2 separate regions of the Mus musculus genome follow, and region 2 is linked to region 1. The links are chromatin contacts, called in public HiChIP or PLAC-seq maps. All regions are on one chromosome and are shown on one strand. The core of a region is the stretch at or near the end of the contact, and the rest is flanking DNA. Distances in the headings are between cores, read along the strand shown. Region 1 overlaps Rad51b (RAD51 paralog B). Region 2 overlaps Rad51b (RAD51 paralog B).

Region 1 (4,776 bases), core at 664-3,163:
TGGGAAGTTATTCATGAAAGAGTTGAGAGTTCACCTGGATGCTGAAATACAAAATCTTAAGAAAGAGTGAAGGGAGGGGGATTTCAGACTGGGCCATTTGGGATGGGAAGAGTGAGAACCAGAGGAAGTGAACCATGAGACATAAACAGGTTCTAGAATGGCTGTCATAGCAAAGGTAATGTTCATTAAACACCTATCAGGTATCAGGCTTTTTAAGAGCATCTCACATGCTGTCCTTTGTCTTCACAATAGGGATAATTGCTAACCCAATTATGTAGCTCAGGAAAATAAGGCATAGAGAGAGCAAATGATCTACCTAAGTGTAGACCTGGTGTTTCACTACTGTTAAGAGAAGGGAGCCAGCCGGGCACTTGGGAAGCAGAGGCAGGCGGATTTCTGAGTTCGAGGCCAGCCTGGTCTACAAAGTGAGTTCCAGGACAGCAAGGGCTACACAGAGAAACCCTGTCTCGAAAAACCAAAGAAAGAGGGAGAGAGGGAGAGAGGGAGAGAGAGAGAGAGAGAGAGAGAGAGAGAGAGAGAGAGAGAGAGAGGCCAGGATGTTTGAGTCTGGAGCCTGCCTACCCCTCTAACCCATGATGGCTAGTTGACTTAGTTCTCAGTTTCCCTCATACACTAAGGATCAGTTAAGACCAGTCTGTGAATGAAAGTATAAAAGTGCCATTACTCATGTTAATGATGTCAGATGAGTGGTGCCAGAAAGCCAACTGAAAACGAGGGAGGGAAAGATGTAAGATATCGGCTTCAATATGTAGTTCTATTGGTAAGATGAGCCGGTGGACGTTGCACAGACCTAGTCATCACCTCCAGCAACTCTGAGGCCTGCCAGAGCCTCACATTTCCTCTCAGACTCTGCTCCAGATGGCTGTTTCCAGGTCACCAGAGTGAATGGCAGAGAGAAGAAACTGGTTTGTCATCTGGCATTGGGCCTTGTTCCTTAGGTGAGATGGGTCCTTGCCAGCCTGTAGCCTCTGACTGGGGGTTTGCTCACTAGTGGTCATGTTGGAGAGTGCCATACCAAGGGCTACTAGGTAAGTATTTGGCCACTTACTATATTTGTTCTTGACCTATTCTTCTTCTGTCTCTTCTTTGTTGACTCTGTCTGATTGTGTCTAATTTTCACTGTTTGTGTCTGTATCAATGTCTTCTAAATATGGATGTAGAAGCATGGAATCACTCTGCCTCAAAAATAAAATTGTCCATCTTTGAGGACATGAAATCACTTTTGTACATGAGTATCTGATAAAGCCGCTGACTTGGGGATTTCTAGGTAGACCAGTTAACCAACCTTTGAACAATGGCCGACAGAGTTTCATGCTACAGATTCACTCTGGAGATGGAGATAATTGGACCTGCCCCGTCAGTGAGCCCATGCTGGTTAGGATGCCACACCACTTAATTGGGAACATAGAGATAAGGCAGGGATATTAGCACTGCTCTGCGCCCCACAGGACGTATCTGAGGTTCCTCTGAGCTTAGCCCCTGTCTACAATAAGCATACATTAGGCTGGAGGATCAAAGTTGGTGTTGATGAAGTTGGACTCCCCCCAAGAGTTATATCTTCAGTCTCTTTGGGGAGCAAATGACTCAATAGAACGATTTTTCTTGGCCCCAAATGAGTGTAAGGAGGGGGAGTGAGTGAGTAGCAGCCGTCTATGATGGTACTTATCACAAAGCCGTGTCTTTCTAACCCTCCTTGCAAACCGAAGGGAGGGGAATCCCCAGCACCAAGGCATACACGTGAATAGAAAGCACCACAAGTAACAAAAACACCGAAAAAGGTCATCAGAAACTCGGGGCGGGAGGGGGCTGGAAATTCACCTCCCTGCCTGTCTGAAGAGCTCAGTAGGCAGGGATGAGGAAGTGGGCAAAGACAGCCGAACAAACTTCATGCACAGTGACTGCCACAGAAAATGCACAGAACAGCTGGTAGGAAAGTTTCTTTCACATCCGTGTGAACCCCAGAGCCATCTGAAAATGGGCCACCTTCTTTTCCATACCTAGGTAGCCAGCCTTTCTTGGCCCCGTGCTAACTGCAAAATTTGATATAGTTGGTAAATAGACCACTGGAAGCCACAGTGGTTACCCTGTCACAAGTAACCAAGAGACTGTGTCATTTCCTGCAGTGGGCCCAACACTGCCAGGTTGGGCTAGAGGTGAAAACTGCACACTGGCCTGCTACCACAACTGGTGCCACCACCCTCCCAACCCACCCCAGTCTCAGACCCAACAGGTCAGTCCACTGGGGCCAGGCAGGGAACATGTTAATATACAGCTAGAACTCACCATACCTATAAGCCACAGCCCCACAGTTGCTGGCCACAGATTTTCCCTAGAGTATCCATTCTACGGGTAATTAGGCCAAAGAGAAAGCCTCACCATCGTGCAGGGCAGTTACCCCATACCTGGTGTGAACAAATGGCAGACACTGTCCTTCCTCCTCCATCTCCCGGAACTCGGTGGTGGAGGTGATGGTAGTAGAACGCTTAGGGGTGCCCTCAGTGACTGAAGAGGTGAGCATGGCAAGCTGAGGAGATTTACCATCCTTCCATATGTGCTGTCCCTCACACAGAGCCTGTCTTTCCTCCAGGGACTCTTGATCAGCAACACTCTTTTCTCCAGCTCGGCTGTGGATTGCTTTGGTCTGCTTCTCCCAGGGTGTACACTCCAGGGGAAACCCTGCAGCCAGCAACTGGGGTGCTGTGGCCACAGGCATGGCGAGTTCTAGTTGAGTATCGGTTTGTTGCTCCTTGGTCTTAATGACCTTAGCACCTGTTAATTCTGGGACATAGGGAAGGGCAACGATTGAGGAAGACAGTCCACTAGAGAGATCTGTATTCGCAGATCACTGTGCAGTGTGAACTGAAGTCTTCACACAATGAGTTCAAATATGCCCAAGCCATCTCCCTCACTGTGTTTCCCTCTCCTTTTCCTCAGCCGCTCTCCGGCATCTCTGGGCAGAGCAGCTTCCTTAAGGTTGAGGCTAATGAAAGTCAATGACAGTCCTGGAGTTTTGTGTACAACAGCAGAACTAAGGCAAACTGAGACATGTTAACATTTTTCCTTCATAGCCCCTTCTACTAATAGCCATCAGAATATATTAATTCTCGCCATAGCTTTTGTGGACTCAACACTCTAAAGAACAGAGGGGTTAGGCACACTTCCCAGAATTGCTCAGCAGATTCGTGCCAGAGCCAAAACGAAATATAGGCAGGCTGCTGGAATCCCACAGGCGTGTTTTCTTCTGGTCAAATTGGAGCTTGGTGTTTTATGACAAATATTTAAAAAAAAGAAAAGCCTTGACAACGTTCACATTTTCCCAGATAGCCATTGTCCTACATTCAGTCCCTCACAATGGAAATAGCAGACTGGCATCCCAAAGCCTTATCGGTTCTTTATTGTAGAGCTGATAGTTGATATTCTCTGAGCTGAAGAGGGACATGATCTCTCTCTATTTCTCTCTCTCTCTCTCTCTCTCTCTCTCTTTTCATCATGGAATGATTTATAATTTTCCAGAGCTTGGCAAAACTAAACCAGTGAATAGTAAAACCAGATTTGTTTTCGTGATACTCAAATTCCAGAATATTTAGTCTGACTTTCCCTCACAACAAATGCTGGATATCTCTTTCCAAAGATGGAAGCGGGTAGGAAGACAGTGGGAGGAATGGGGGCCCATGCCTGGGAGCACAGCCCTTTGGACCTGATGGTGAGCCTACCCTGTTTTTAATCCATTTCTCTACACACACACACACACACACACACACACACACACACACACGGGGTGGGGGGAGGGAGGGAGGGGGAGAGAGAGAGAGAGAGAGAGAGAGAGAGAGAGAGAGAGAGAGAGAGAGAACTCTTTCCTTTGCTTGCTCTCTTTTTTCTGTTTGCCTCGCCCAGGGGCTCTCTGGGAGCAGGAGGGTTGGCCAGACACTGTCATGGTCGGGAAGCAAGAGTAGAGCATGCTGAAAAATCACTCCAGGACATTTCTCAAGCCTTGGCGATGAAAGGGCTCAATGAACCTGAACAATTTCTCACAGGAAAGTTCCGGCCTCTGTCTCCTTAAGAGCAAGGCATTCTACAAGCTTTAACAGATCTGGGATCAAAATTCAGACTGTCTGACTCACCCAAGGCTTTGTTTGGATAAAAAGACCAAGTCACTGTCATCTCTGCAATTAGGATGCTTTAAGGTACAAAAAGTAATATTTTAAAAAATGTTCCTGGAGCAGATAGACTATTCTCAGTACAAAAAGAATGATTATGCCTTTGGAGCCCAGGAAAGGCAGTGACTCATCACTGTGCTTATACCTGGCTGGCAGTGAGTAGAGTTGATACTGGAATTCTGGTCAAGCTGTCTCTCCCACTGGCCCTGTTCTTCAGTGGGCTGCCTATTTACAATCACAGCGCCTAGCCCTCCTGGCTAGTTAAGGCGATTTTGAAACTTCACTGATTCTGTGGAGCAGGCTATGCTCATTTTCTGCCAGAGGGTGGGCACAGGAGACAGTGGTGTTCTGGGCAAAGAACTCCTTGAGATGCCTGACGTCATGTGATGGTTTCTCTTTCCTGTCTACCCTTTGAACTCTGTTGCAAATAGTTCCATGAAGAGTTTAGTTTCAGAAATGACCAGTCCAATGTATCAGAAAACTTGACACAATTTATGTAGACTCTTTTTCATGCTTGTCTTTCCAGAAACTGTAGCTGTTTGCCCATGTAGCTCAGAGTTATTTATTAGTATGACTGGTGGCTTGTTATCCAGTGACT
Region 2 (4,776 bases), core at 889-3,388, 170 kb after region 1:
TTTGCTGGGTATAACCCCTAGGTTAGACAGTGCTGCACAGCTCAGAGGACTCCTGCTTTCTCACACAGCACTGCAGAGGAATGGGGCTTGAAACTGGCACGTTTGTTCAGGGACCCAGTCTAATGGCTTACCGCTCCACCACACCTCAGACACGACCGACCGTTGTTGTTTTAGCCCAGAATGGCTCAGCATCTTGTCTTCCACCAGGCAGCAGGATTTGTGTTTGGTGGATACATGGTGAGACGAGAGGGAACCCATTCCTCTTCCTTTAAGGACCCAGAAGCTAACACGCTTTATTTCTGCTTACATGATGTTGGCCAAGCCGTAGATGAAATGCTTAACGGAAAGGTTGAAAATGTTAGTAATCTCAGTAGTCATATGCCCAAGTAAATGAGATATTTCAAGAACACACCCCCTTCGGAGGCCAGTTACAGAGACTGCAGGGGCTCTCGTACAGATGCTAGGCCGCTCACAGCCTTGAAATGCAACACTAATACTGGATGATTAAAAGTTCTGTCTTTTTCTCTTTGGTTTCTGAGACTGTAGCAGGCTAGAACAGTCAGTTACTCTTCCAAAAATCCTGTCCCAACCCCACCTCAGTCTTTTAAGCAGGAACTAAAGTGTGTGTTTTAACTAGTATGGAAGGAAGAAACTAGAGAATGAACTTGGGTCCAAAGTCATAGACTACACATGGTTTTTTCCCCCCCCCCAACTGTTTTTCTTTTTCCCTGCCTACACTTTTGCTTTCTTTATACATTCGTTGAAAGATAGCTAGAGAAGAAACCCCTTTATTCTAAGACCTGGGCTATACTTAGGCTGGCTGTGTGCTCCTCTGGTAGAATCTGGAAGTCATTCACAGAGCTAGGAGTTTGCATTTGTTAAAACACCCAGGTAATAATACGAAAAGATGTTAAATCATTTGTTGATTTTCTTCAAAAAAAAAAAAAATCACTTCCAAAAGGGCTTGGCGTTCTTTCTCAAATATGATTTAAGCCCCATGATGGTTAGTTTAGTTCAGAACATGCTAGTTGAACACCTATTGTTTACAAAGCTCCAGATGCAGAGGACGTGGGGGAGGGAGAGGCAAAGTCCCTTCTTTTTAGCTCAAAAGAAGATGTAGTTAGATAAATTTAATCAAAAACAGACGGACACCTGTTGCAAAGGTTTGACACCCCCCCTCCCCCGATAGGGCTTGAAAAGGATAAAGAGAGAGATTCTTTCCAGCTAGGGATGACCAGGCATGGTTGCCTGAAAGCATGCGGGCCTTGAATTGGATTCAGCTGGTGAATACTGACAAAACCTGCATCCCATTGTCTCTTTTTACTGTTTGAGGATAGATCTGGAGACCCTGGGGAATGCTGGCTACTTCTAGCACTGACCCTGATTAGTGACAAATGTTGAATCGTGCTGACTAATGCGTTCTAAATGGATTGACTCAACAATAAAGGGACATCGAGAGTCAAGAGTTCAGGTCCTGACTCTCACCCATGTGATGAAATGCAAATCGCTTCGCGCTTCCTCCTCCTCTTTGCTTTCTCTCTCTCTCTCTTTCTCTTTGTTTGTTTGTTTTATTCATCGATTAAAACATGTTTGTCCTGAGAATCAGTAGGTTACCTTGGCTAGTAAGTGCTTTACAAACTTCAAGGGTGGCAGAAATGCTGAGCAGCTACTACTACTGAGGACAGGCTTATTGCAGCCTTACTTTATTTCACAATCCATACCGAATCAGTCTGTCCGTCCATCCGTCACACGCTGCTCACTGACCATGCAAAACTTCCATTTCCTCACATGTGCCCCGGGAACTGACAGAGAGTGAACTGCACTCACTGACAAATAGGGGAGCTTTTGAAAAATCTTCCATCAACCTACTGGGGCGTCCGGGCCTCTGGACAACAACTGTCAGCACAAAACTAAGCACCCTTCCGTTGTGCACACCGCTCTCTCTCTCTTCTGACACCTCCCCAGCTTGAGAACCTGGCCTTCCATGTCCAGATGTTTACTGAATTCTGAAGCCCCCCCTTCAAAGGGCCCAAATTCTTTTGTTGCTCTTCAAATCATTTCCCACAGAGACTGACCAGTGTCCTGAAGGAGCCCTTCAATAGGGAGGATAAATGGAGGCCGATGAAGACACGACCCCCTGAGGCGTGCCCGCAACCACTCTAACAAAGGGCCTGAGGCACAACCTTGTAAGGAGTGTTTTGGTCAGCAGCATCCCTATGAGAGGCCACGTCTCCCCTACGGGGCTGCTTTCAATGGCTCTCACCATAGTGGACGTCCTGGGCGTTTGTTAAGGGCTGTGGGGTGCTAGGTGCAGCATAAAACATCTAAATCGGGCTCACGGCCTTTGTGAGGGCTTCCTGAGACCACAGAAGGCAGCTGGCTTTCTCAGGAGAAACTTAGGGGTAACAAAGCCAAAGGGGGGGCTCCTGTGTCTTTGGATGATCCTGTCCCACCTAGTAGAGATAGACTTCCCCTTTTGTCTGTGGCTCTTTGGCAGTCAAAGCCAGAGTTGCTGGACCTTAACCCTGACTGGGCCATTTCTGAGTGTCTCTGGGGCATGCAGTGGTTGACTCTGTGGGAGGGGACCCCTGCAGCAGGGAAAGCTTTGGTTAGGTTACTAGTGGCAAGCTAGTACATTTCATGACAATTTCTTTTTAACTTTCTCTTTCTTTTTCTTCTTAGTTTTTTCCCCCTCCCTCTCTTGTTCCTTTTAGGCCACGAAAGACCATAGGGATACTGTGACCTTTGTCTAGTGCTGATTGCATGTGACTCATGAAATGAAACAGGACTGCGCTGCTTGGAAAAAGGAAACGGAAGCCAACATAATGAGGATTAATTGGTTGGTTGCTGTTGAGGTGGTAACAGTGATTTCAGACCCGGAAGGTGAAGATGAAGAAGCCTTTATCCAGTCTCTGGATGCAGAGGCTAGGGGCTCCACCACCGTGGGATGTCAGCGGCCATCGTAATAATTTGCACTTACACAGCACCTTTCAGCCATGCCCCTCAAAGTGGTTCAGCCACATTAATTAATTAAAGCCCACAATCCCCCTAGGGAGAGCAGGAGGGGGACTAACAAGATTTGTAATTACAGAAGGGAACATTTCCGAATAAAGTATTGTTCCGCAAATAAAAAGAATAGGTGTACAAAGAACCGGGGTCTCCAAAGAGTAACTGATTCACAAATGAAATATCGAAACCGTGGGGGAAACTGAAGGCGGCCATGGGCGTGGGGGTCTGCTCTAGTGTCAGAGGGAGGTCGATGGCCTCAGAACTCGCTGACAGGCTCAGACCTCACTTCGGAGCAGAGCGTGCATGGTATTAGTGTTGTTTGGAAGGTCATTAGTGCTGTGACTATTGTAAGTATAAATTCACGTTCCACTGGTATATTGTGCATAGCCTCGCAGAACAAAGAGTGAAATTCTTGCAGTATTTAATAAAGGATGAAGTGGTTTCTTTAGAGTTGAAACCCAAAGCTGGGCCACTCAATTAGCAAATAAATCAATTGGTGACCCATGGGGTAATTCAGTCCTTTCCCTCGGATCCCCAGCCCACCAGTTCCCACTGCCCGGAGGCTCCTAGCTGAAGTATCAGATTGAGATGGTTCAGTGCAATGTTTGCGGGGCTTAAGCCTCCTCAAAGTCAAAGTTTGAATCTTCCCAGGGCTGGCAAGGTGGCTCGGCTGGCAAGGATACTTGCCACTAAGCCTGATGACCTGGATTCAGTGCCCGGATCCCACATGTCAGAAGGAAAGAGCCAGCTCCCCAAAGTTGTCCTGCGACCGCTGCACATGCACACTGCACAGGCAAAAAGAACAAAAGACAGAGGAAAGGAAGGAAGGAGAAAGAATAGAAAGAATAAATGTAAAATTATTTTATGTTTAGTAAGGCATGGACTCACAATATAGCCCTGGCCTGAAACTCACTGTGTAGACCAGACTGTCTGAACCACTGGGTACTGGGATTAAAGGCATACACTACTGTGCCCAACTATAAAAATTTTCTTAACAACATTCTTTCCAGCCTCTGGCAACCTATCATCTCAGGTGGTAGTGACCCCAAACTGTAGTAGTGTAGAATCACCTTGTGCCTGCTCCCCCTTCAGAGATTTTTAACTGTCATAGGAGCTAGAGTAAGGGTTATATCTTGTCGTGTCCCCCCCTTCCCTGTGCTGAAAAGAGTGCAAAAACTGAGGTGAGGGTGGTAAAAGGCTGCCTCTGCCAATAAGTTAGGAATTGCTGAGCACATAACAATATAAAGTGGAGCTAGAGAAATGGCTGAGTGGTTAAGAGCACTGACTGCTCTTCCAGAGGTCCTGAGTTCAATTCCCAGCAACCACGTGGTGGCTCACAACCATCTGTAATGGGATCTAGTGCCCTCTTCTGGTGCAAGTGGCAAGGATACTTGCCACTACGCCTGATGACCTGTCTGAAGAGAGCGACAGTGTACTCACATAAAATAAATAAACCTTAATAACAACAAGACAATAAAAAGTAACAACATATGCTCCTCTCAATAAATGAACCAAGAAAACTCATTCTAATAACCATACAACAAAATTGGATGAAGTCTCATGGTGGATAAAGTTGAAGTGTTATGCTGGGCAGGGGTGGGACGGTGCGGAGGTGGTGTCTTGCTGTGCTGGAGTTCCTGAGGAGCCAGTAGCATGCTGGACATGAGGGAGCGAGGAGGATTTGTACGGGTTTGGAAGCAGATGCTCCAGTTGAAGCCATGCGCTTCCTCCGAGGGGGAGACATTTTTGAGAACTTGTGGTTTTTTC

The links. HiChIP or PLAC-seq counts read pairs in DNA pulled down with a chosen protein or histone mark.
Region 2: a contact with region 1 is called in an H3K27ac HiChIP or PLAC-seq map of microglia, with 3 times the contacts expected there. The contact joins two enhancer-like sites. A contact is called at or near these places in 1 of 15 datasets of contacts at CTCF or cohesin (the NIH/3T3 cell line), 3 of 484 Hi-C or Micro-C datasets (the G1E-ER4 cell line, the N1E-115 cell line and Th1 cells) and 1 of 115 datasets of contacts at active chromatin or transcription factors (microglia).

What each region holds. Positions count from the first base shown.
Region 1 is chr12:79,644,973-79,649,748 of GRCm38.p6, forward strand. The region is part of intron 7 of Rad51b (RAD51 paralog B); the gene reads left to right. Among named protein-coding and RNA genes, the nearest start is that of Gm36048, 150 kb to the right of the region's middle. Within about 2 kb of position 1,914, at least 126 of the 459 cell types and tissues checked have an H3K27ac peak or open chromatin away from gene starts, as enhancers often do. A contact at or near this core is called in the N1E-115 cell line and microglia, where this site is marked.
Region 2 is chr12:79,811,228-79,816,003 of GRCm38.p6, forward strand. Rad51b (RAD51 paralog B) reads left to right here. Exons shown (of 11, transcript NM_009014.3): 11 at 2,715-3,463. The coding sequence ends at 2,731. Among named protein-coding and RNA genes, the nearest start is that of Gm36048, 15 kb to the left of the region's middle. Within about 2 kb of position 2,139, at least 30 of the 459 cell types and tissues checked have an H3K27ac peak or open chromatin away from gene starts, as enhancers often do. A contact at or near this core is called in the N1E-115 cell line and microglia, where this site is marked.